Linked DNA regions of Mus musculus: region 2 is linked to region 1. The links are chromatin contacts, called in public promoter capture Hi-C maps. All regions are on one chromosome and are shown on one strand. Each heading gives the region's core, a stretch centred on a gene start, on an enhancer-like site or on the middle of the called end of the contact. The rest is flanking DNA. Distances are from core to core; before and after follow the strand shown. Region 1 holds the start of Nubp1 (nucleotide binding protein 1). Region 2 holds the start of Cep20 (centrosomal protein 20).

Region 1 (4,937 bases), core at 681-3,180:
TGTCAGAGTCTACACTCAGTCTCACCAACATGATTGCCTACACAAGAGCTGAATAAGGTCGATGCCAGTACACATGTCAAAGTGGACAGAGGCAGCCTCGACCTCACCCAAAGAACTATAGCATTCTACAGGAATGCTGAGACTGGAAGAATAGTCCTCCCCATGGAAGAGCACACCAACGGAATGGTCACCTTTAAAAATAGATATACAAGTATCTTTTATACAGAGTGAACAGATTGTATGTGTGTATGTGTGTGTGTATGTTTTTAAATGTAATATGTAGCATATGTAATAATGTTGTGGGGTATTCATCAGAGATGACTGTTCAGACATGGGTTTAAGCTAATGGGAAGATTTTGCTATTCAGTATCCCAGTGGAGCACTGAGCCTTTCTTGGAATAAACTTTTAGGCACAAAAACCATGTTCTGGGTTAACCTACTTCAGTAACAAGAACAGATAGCCAGAATCAGCTCTACAGAAGCAAAAAAGAGAGGTTAGTACAGTTAGAGACTTTCCCAGAGTCATGGACTTTGGTGGATTAGGTCTTTGTTTTCATTTTGGCAGGTGCTGCTGTCTATGTGCTGAGTGTTACAGCCTGAATGGCACTTCCATCATGGAGTCAGTTGTGCTAAGGTCTGGGGCCCTGTCACAATAACAATGAAAAAAAAAAAGTCCATGAATTTGATAAACAGCAAGGAGAGGTGGTAAGGTTTGGGGGAAGGAAAATGAAGGGAGAAATGATGTAATTATAATCTCAAAAATAAATGAAAAATATTTAGAATCGTTCAATGAAAACAGTAACAACCACCACCATCTTGTGCCAAAGTTGCATGCAGCCAAGCTCCCATGGCTGTGACCATGGACAGGATGTCTTCATGGAGTCTAAACACTGCTCCACAGACACAGACAGGCCATTTGTCTAAACACTCACAGACACATACAGGAGAAATGGTAGCAGCAAGGACAGTGGGGACCTGCAGAAGTGAGAGAAAGCTAGGGAAAGCTCCCAGTGGGGGCACAGGAGTGGGTTTGAAGAGGTTTCACTGAACAGATCTGAGGGGAAGCAACAAAACACAAAACAAAGTATTTTTCTAAATAGCACAGCAATTTTAAGAGGGCGGGGGTGTCAGCCCAGGAATGCTGGTGGTGCACATTGTAATCCCAGCAACTGAAAGACGGAGGCAGGAGGATCAAATGAGAACTTACACTGCTGGCGATTGAATTTATGGCTTTTCACTTGCTGGACAGGTACTCTACCACTGAGCTACACCCCTTTATAAAGTCTCCCCTCTTAGCCAAACATGGCAAGAAAATCATTAATTCAAGATCAGCTTGAGCAGAAGAGAGGAGAGGAGAACAGAGAAGAAATAGAGAGGGACGGACAAAGTGTTTTGTTGGATCTGTATTGTTTCAGTGCTGGGGACTAAATATAGGACCTCATGCATGATAGATCAAGCACTCTACCAATTGAGCCACAATCCCAGCCTGTAACAGAATCTAGGGTAGGGCAGATTATTTGAAACTGAGTAAATATTGACATTGATTGTACTTTTATTAGTAGTACTGCATCAACACTGAGGCCACGGAGAATAACGTTCGTTGGCGACAAAAACCATACTTAAAAAAACAAAACAACAACAAAAACAAAAACAGAATCAAAAACCTGCATTATGTGTAAGAGTCCATCCTCGCTTTCCCTATGAGTTCTGGGATTTGGATACAGGCTGGCTCAACAGAATCTTTAATCGTTAGAGCCACTTCATTTGCTCAGGTATCATATATTTCTGAGTCTCGCCCTGTTTTAGCGGGAAGAGGCATAGGAATCCCACCCACTGCACACACGGTTTTGCGCGTGCGCAGTCCTGGTCTGGCGAGACAGTTCCCGCGGCCGGGGGGTCAGATTGGACCTGCGAGGCGGAAACACGCCCCTGAGGTTCCGGCGAGCGCAGCCCGGGCAAGAGCGGCAGCATGGAGGAGGCGCCCCACGGTGAGCTATCGCAGGACGTGTGGGTGGTCCCGCTGGGACCGAACCACTCTGACTGTGCCTTCGTCTTCCCGCAGGCTGCCCCGGGGCCGACAGCGCCCAGGCCGGCCGAGGAGCCTCGTGCCAGGGATGCCCCAACCAGAGGCTGTGCGCATCCGGAGCCGGCGCTGCTCCGGATCCCGGTGAGGAAGCGGCGGGCAGATCAGGAAGTGGAAGGGGCGGGACTTGAGGGTGAATGGCAGCGGCTAGTGGGCAGTATTCTAATTGGTTGGGGGGAGGGCGTAGAAGGCGGAGCTTGAGCGAGAGGGAGGTTTTAAAAATCAAATAGCGGAAAAACAGTGATGGAAATGGAGGTTTAGTCTGATCTGCGGTAGACAGGGAACCGAAGGGGGCATTAAAATAAGCTTGGCGGCACAGGCTTGTTCCCCCGGAACTTGAGGGGCAGAAGCAGGAGGATGGCTACAAGTTAAAAGCCAGCCTGGACTACAGGATGAGACCCTGTATGAGTGAATGAATGAATCAGTGAATGAATGAATGAATGAACGAACGAACATTAGGTCGAGTGTGTTGGCACATGTTTGTAATCTCAGCATTTAAGAGGCTAACCCCGGGCTTAGATGAGACCCTGTCTTTATTAAAAAAAAAAAAAAAATCAGTAAATAGGACCTCAAAGAAGGATAGAATAGATAAAAGTGATGTCGGGCAGGTACAGGGCTTAAGTAATAACCGCTACCTCAGTATCCACAAGGCCAAGCACAGAGAGGAGAATGGAAAAATACTGAGATCTTTCAGGCCTGAGTCCTGGCACATGTCCATCACAGGTCACAGAGGCTCTGCTCTCTCTGTGGCAGAGAGAAGGACCCTCCTGTTAAGGAGTCTATCTTTCAGCAGACATGAATGTTCATTATCTCAGTGGAGAGACAGATGGGGGACTGAGAGCAAAGTGGGGAGGAAGCAGGAGCAGGCACGTTAAACTCACCAGGGATCAGCACTGTGAGGGGCCATCTCCAGGGCGAGGAGGACTGAAAGCCTAGCTGGAAGGAAGGCTTTTCAGAGAGAGGCTGGGTTTGGTTGTTGAGTCTCCTGAAAACTGATCTTGAGCAAGAATGCCCTCATGGTGAAGACCAGTCTCCCCACAGTGTAGTCTGTAAAGATTTGAAACAAGACGTGACATTGGAAACCCAGTACGTTGCTGGGATGGTTGCTTCTGAGAGCCTGTGAGTTTCCCATCTGCAGCCCTGGGGACATTGGAGTTGATCATCCCTTGTACTGGGCCTAACCTGTGCTTAAGACACTTAGCATCCATCATCCGAGATGCCAGTAGTAGTCCCTCCTGTGGCATCCAGAGAATTTCTGCAGATGTTAGCAGATGCCTCCTGGGTTCTGTTGAGGAGCTGGGCTTTGAACACCCCACTCTCTCCTCGGAGGGCATGTGCTACTGCATAAATAAGACAATCTTTTCAGGTTGGTAGTGACCGTATTTTCTTCCTAGCATTTATTTTTAGTTTGCTGAAGTGGTATCTCACAAAGAGCCTTAGAAACAGCTTAAAGAGCACTTTGGAAGAGGGACGGGTAGGACTGAGGCGGGGTCATCATCACCTCCTCTACTTCTCTGCAGCCGTGGAGGAAATCAGAGAGAAGATGAAGACGGTGAGACACAAGCTCTTGGTGCTGTCTGGGAAAGGCGGCGTTGGGAAAAGCACGTTCAGTGCACACCTCGCCCACGGCCTAGCGGAGGATGGAGATACACAGGTGGGAGCCTGGGCTAAGCTGGGAGCTGCTCCGTGTGTCAAAGGGGCTGCTGATGGCTTTAGAGGGTGATTCTTAGACCAGGAAAGCAGCCTCTCTGACTGTCTGGACCCTGCCTAGCCCCTGGCTGAGGCGAGGCATCTCCCTGAGCATTCTGACCAAGGTGGCGGTGTACCTCGGCACATTCTGGCGGTCATGTAACACAGGGCCTTTTACATCTGCCCCTCATAAAGCTCTTTCTGTATCTGGAAGTCCTAACCCTGCAGCTGTACCTTGATCCATCTCCTGTGAGCTACGAGTGCTATTTACATATTCACATGGTCACTTCTCTAGTCAGAAAAGCACCTATACATTATTATTGGTTTTGTGCATAAAGCGGAAGACATTTTCTGCTTGCCTCTTACAGAATTGACCCTTGTGCTAGCTCCTTCATCTCTAGAGTACAGACAAGCATGAAATTGGAATTCCCTCACCAGGCCATGTGACACAAGCTTGTAATCTCAGCATTTCAGAGCAGGAAGCTTTTACATTCAAGGCTAGCCATGGCTACAAAGTGAGACCCTGCCTCATAACAGACAGACTTACTCAGATTCCCAGTTCTGTGCTCTGGGTTCCAGCTTTAGGAAAGGTGTGGTAGCCAGGAGCAGTGCAGGTTCTGTCTAGTGCTGTCCACATCACTGCTGATGCCCTGGCTGGTTACCAGGCCCTCTCTCTGCCTCCATTTTCTCATCTATAAAATGGGTCTCAGAGGCCTGGGTGAGAGGCTGCCATTACGGTGCAAGCACAGTGCCTACCACACAGTCCGAGTCCTGGCAATGCCCTGGCAGCCATCTTCATTACCAGTGCACGTTGCTGCCTGGAGTTCAGAGGGTGATTGCTTTTAGAGTTGTGTTGCAGCCTGCCCAGCCCACAGCACAGGGCAGGTTAAGTGTGTTCATCTGTTCATTGTTCTGTTGGGGGACAGTCTCTTGCCACCAGAGGGTTAAATTTGCATTGCCCAGTACAGTGGAACCTTTTTTTATTGCAGTCTGCATTTTTTATAAGGCGCGGGGGCTGGAGCTGTGGGCTGGAGTAGTGGAGCTTTGTCTAACAAGTGCAAGGCCCCTGCTTCATCCCCAGAAGCAGCTCCCCCTCCCCCCACTAACATCAAGAACAACAAACCCTAAAAACAACAAAAACGGATGGTGTTTGGTCCAGAATAAG
Region 2 (4,433 bases), core at 1,907-4,406, 3.9 Mb after region 1:
TTGTGCAAATTCAAGCTTATCAGTGCTGTAGCTTTAGTTAGGGACTATAGCTGAGTGGGAGAAAAGGTTGACCACAATTACAGTTCGCTCACACCCACAGCTCCCACGCGGATTCAGACAGTACTTTAATCCAGGGTAATTACAGAAAACCACCTGCCCTCCACAAAAGAGGGATGTGTCATTATTACTATTAATGCAGACCAACTTTTGAAATCCATAGTTTTGGGTTGTTTTGTTTTGTTTTGTTTTTTTGAGACAGAGTCTATGTAGCTGTGGCTGTCCTGGAACTTACTATGCATACCAAGCTGGCCTCAAACTCAGAGAGACCCACCTGACTCTACCTAGCTGAACGGTGGCAGATTCCTATAATCCTAGTACTTGGGAGGATGGGAAGTCAGATCAGCTTGGGCTTCATACCTAGGCTGTATCCCAAGGATAACTTCTTAGGCTGAACATGACCCTGAACTTCTGATTCTCCTTCTTCTATCTCACAAGTAGGCTGTGATGGGATTATAGGTGTTCATTACCACTCCCAATGCCTGTGTCGCTGGGGATTGAACCCAGGACCTCACGCATGACAAGCAAGCTACATTACTAGCCCAACAGTAGGATTTTGAAATGCCCAGCCTGGTTAGAAATGTAACATAAGGGGCGGAAGAGATGACTTAGTAAGGAATGTGTATTGTTCTTGCAGAGGACCTCAGTTTGCTTCCTGGTACCTACGTGGGCAGCTCACAACCATCTGTAACTCCAGGGGAACTCCGGGCCCTCTTCTGGCCTCCTCTTGTACACATGCGCACACACACACACACACACACACACACACACACACACACACACACGCACATGCGCGGGCGCGCGTGCAACACAACGGCTGAGAGGGAGAGGGAGGGAGGGAGAGAGAGAGGGAGAGAAAGAGAGAGAGAAACACAAAAATAAATCTTAAAAAAAAAAGAAATGTAATGATACTCGAATAAGGGACTATACCACTGCTAACTTATGGAGTCAGGAGTATGCATGTCAAATGTAACCTTATGTCTTGAAAAGGTACACTGTGACAAACATCAAAAGTTGAAATAAGTATACAGACTGAGTATAGAAAATGGGCTAGGGTTGAGCTGTCATCATCCCTTAACAGTAATATGGAACCTTCCTTTCTCAAATAGTCTTTTGTGACTAAACAGCAATTTTAGAAAATCAACATAATGCCTAGAATACAGTTAAGAACCCACTAAATATTTATAATATAGTACCTTACATTATTGATGAAAACTGTAGGTTAATAGTGCACTTTGCTCTGCCGATGGCAAAGGCATTAATATGCCACAATAATTAAAACCCATAGAGCAGTTCGGAAACATTTAGGTACATATAAGCAGAGTTTCTGATCTTTAGTAACTAACAACAGTCCTTGGCCACGTGATCGAGGATAGCCACTCTTAGACTTTTCACTTTTCTTCTCTTTTATTTCTAAAGCACTCCTTCAACCTTTCTACAGGTGTCAACCAATTATACTCTGAAACAGGTCCATAAAAGGACAGCTTTATCTTAAGATCATAACACAATCCCCGTTCTCTAGTTCCATCTTTGGAAATTAAGGGAAAGAGTCTTTTCTACTGGCAAGCATCCTGTCCCAGTTACTCTGAAGTACACACAGTACAGCCTCAAACTTTGCAGAAAACGCAAAGTAATGAGCTGGATTTGGGAAACGCAGCATGTCCTTCATACTTGGTGGCAGATTCCTAAACCATGCCTCAGCTGCCTTCTCCGAGGTAATGAACTCTACTTCTCAGAGAAAGAGCTAGGTGAAATGGAAGAGGTTTTAGACCAGTAAAAGCCCAGAAAATGTAAGATCACTGATTAGGAACAAGTTTTTATTACTTTTCTCTCAGACACAAAGCATACCAAGAACCAGAGAACGCAGAAGAACATATATAAGGAGGTCCCCCTCAATTTGTAGGGATAACCTCTGGGCTCTTTTATCATTTTGCTACTTGTAGTCTTATGCTTACAATGCTATTATTATAAAAATGCCTTCAGGAATTGGTCTTAACCCAACTTCTTTTCCATAGACTTTATCTTGAAATCCTATGAAAAGTTTATACAATATACATGTACTATGTATACTCCCATCCCCAGAACAGCTCATTGACTCATGTGAAGTCCCTCCTGGGGACTGAGGTATGTCTGCTTTTGGAATGCTCACCAGCAGTGTCCCCAATACATATGCAGTCAATAGTTACTACATCTTAGTCTCCAAACTATTCCATTTGGTTCTCTCCAGATTTCCATTACCGTTGGCTTAGTCTCTGAATTCCTTGACACTCAGAACTAGGTTTATTCTACGGGAAGCAGAATGGCATGATTAAGCCAGTGCACCTTATGGGGTTTCCACACGAGTCGATTTCTATCTAAATTATCGTGGATGAAATATTCCAACTCTCATGTATGAAATGGACATAGCGTTGCTACACAGAATCAAGTTGGATGAGTTGTTAAGGGTCTGATAGAATCACATACTGAACCTTAACTCCAATTACAACTCAAACGTTAACTCTAATTACTATTCAGAGTTAACAGTATACACGCGTTATTGATGTCTACTCCTTGTTTTGTAGTCCTGGGGATGGAACCTGCATGCACCCTGCACACAACCAACCATTTTGGAAAACCTCTTCCGAAAAATCCTGAAGAGCCGCCAGGATGGACAACTCTGTCTCAGGTTTCTGCCAAAGGACAAGGAGGACCTAGCCATACGTTGTCGTCCGGATGGGCTAGCCGTGCAAATCATTGGGAAGTGTGTCTGTCACCAAATCGTGGCTGTGGTGTTGTCGTGGTCAGCTCGGAACGCAGGCCTTTGGGCGCTGTCTGCTCAGTAGGGTTCTAAGAGATACCCAGAGGTCCTGAGGGGACAACAGATACCAGTCCCTTCCTCCAGCTCAAAGGCTGGCCCTAACATAGCGCATGCGCAAAGGCCGCCCCTGGTGGGCCCTGCCACCCTAGAACGACCCTGGAAAAAGATGAGCCGATGTCCCGCGCGCTCTCCTTCTGTCCCATCCCTATCATATACGGAAGGTTCGACGCTTCCCGCAACCGAGCATCCCCTCAATGCACTCACCAGCTTTCAGTTCCGTAACAGTCGCCATTTTTCAACGGCTGCTGGTGCCACGCCTCTCCAGTGCGTACGCACGGCTCTCGGCGCGGCCTCCAACCAATAGGAGTATGGCTCTGCTAGACCGCGTCTGTGCCTGCGCTCCGGTGATTGGCGAGCCGCCACATGAGACTCCACCAATCAGCGACCGTGTGAGGCGGGCTACACTGCAGAAAAGCTTGGAGCCAGAGCCAAATCTGTACCCAACTGCTTTGCCTTTTGTCGCCGCCCAAGTCCTACAGGTCAAGGTGCTGATTGTTCACCTCCCCTCCCCGCACCTTGGCAGGCTTTGTGCTCAGTCCGAGTCCCAGACACAACCCAGCGTCAGAATTACCTGGAAGACTGGTTAGAACAGACTGCTCTGACCCACCCTTGGGTCTTTCTGAGGCACGGACCAAGAGTTGGTTTTTCTGTCAACTTCCAGAATGCTGTGGATGGATGCTGTTAGTCTGAGAAGTGCCACCTTAAAAATCATCTTACACGGCACCCACTCGAAAGTGAACACTAGGAAGTCTTTACACGCCTCAGGTCAATGATGCCCGTTATACAGAGGAGGAAGTTGAGTGTCTAAAGGAAGATCACTGGCAAATGGTGGAGCAGGTGATAACCTAAACCCAGGCCAGCATCTCTTCAAAGCTTGCTCTCTACACTACCGTTAACACCGAGTACATTTGGAATCCTCGAGTTGTTTGTGGAAACAGCTGATAAAAGATTAAGAAGAACAAACATGGGAATAATACATTCAAAATGTGAGGCAGTATAATGGCAGTTGACTCTCCAGGGAGTCTAAGACACTGGACCCTTAAAATTCTGGACAGCCCAATAGTGGAAGTCTATGAGTGGATGCTAGTGAGCATATTTTCGAGGAAGTAAACTGTAAGAAATAGAAAATATAGACTTTAAAAGAAATCATTGGGTGTTTGTTTGTTTTTGTCTCATCTTGTAGTCCACGCTATCTGGGCATTCACTCTGTAGCTCAGGCTGACATTGAACTAACAACAAACACTCTTTTTGCCTCATTCTCAAAGTGATGAACGCCCCTATACTGCCACAACTTGGTTTTGTTTTTAAATTTGCCTCAGGGAGATAGATGTATGTTCTTCCTAAGATTAGCTTTGTTTTGTTTTTTTTCTGAAGTGCACAGGGTGGCTTTGAATTAGCCCTCCTTTCTTTAGCCTCCCAAGTGCTGCAATGACAGGAGTACATCACCATATCAGGCTTCTGAGATATTTCTTAAAGTGGGTAGCAGTTTTAAAGTTTGAAATCCATTTAGAGGAATGGC

The links. Promoter capture Hi-C pulls out the DNA fragments that hold promoters and counts their contacts.
Region 2: a promoter capture Hi-C map of pre-B cells shows a contact between it and region 1. The contact joins the promoter of Cep20 here to the promoter of Nubp1 in region 1. A contact is called at or near these places in 2 of 39 promoter capture datasets (the C10 cell line and pre-B cells).

The regions. Positions count from the first base shown.
Region 1 is chr16:10,410,008-10,414,944 of GRCm38.p6, forward strand. It overlaps Nubp1 (nucleotide binding protein 1), which reads left to right and starts at 1,931. Exons shown (of 11, transcript NM_011955.2): 1 at 1,931-1,988; 2 at 2,063-2,167; 3 at 3,604-3,737. The coding sequence starts at 1,970.
Region 2 is chr16:14,314,176-14,318,608 of GRCm38.p6, forward strand. Cep20 (centrosomal protein 20) reads right to left here and starts at 3,157. Exons shown (of 5, transcript NM_025345.2): 1 at 3,119-3,157. The coding sequence starts at 3,146.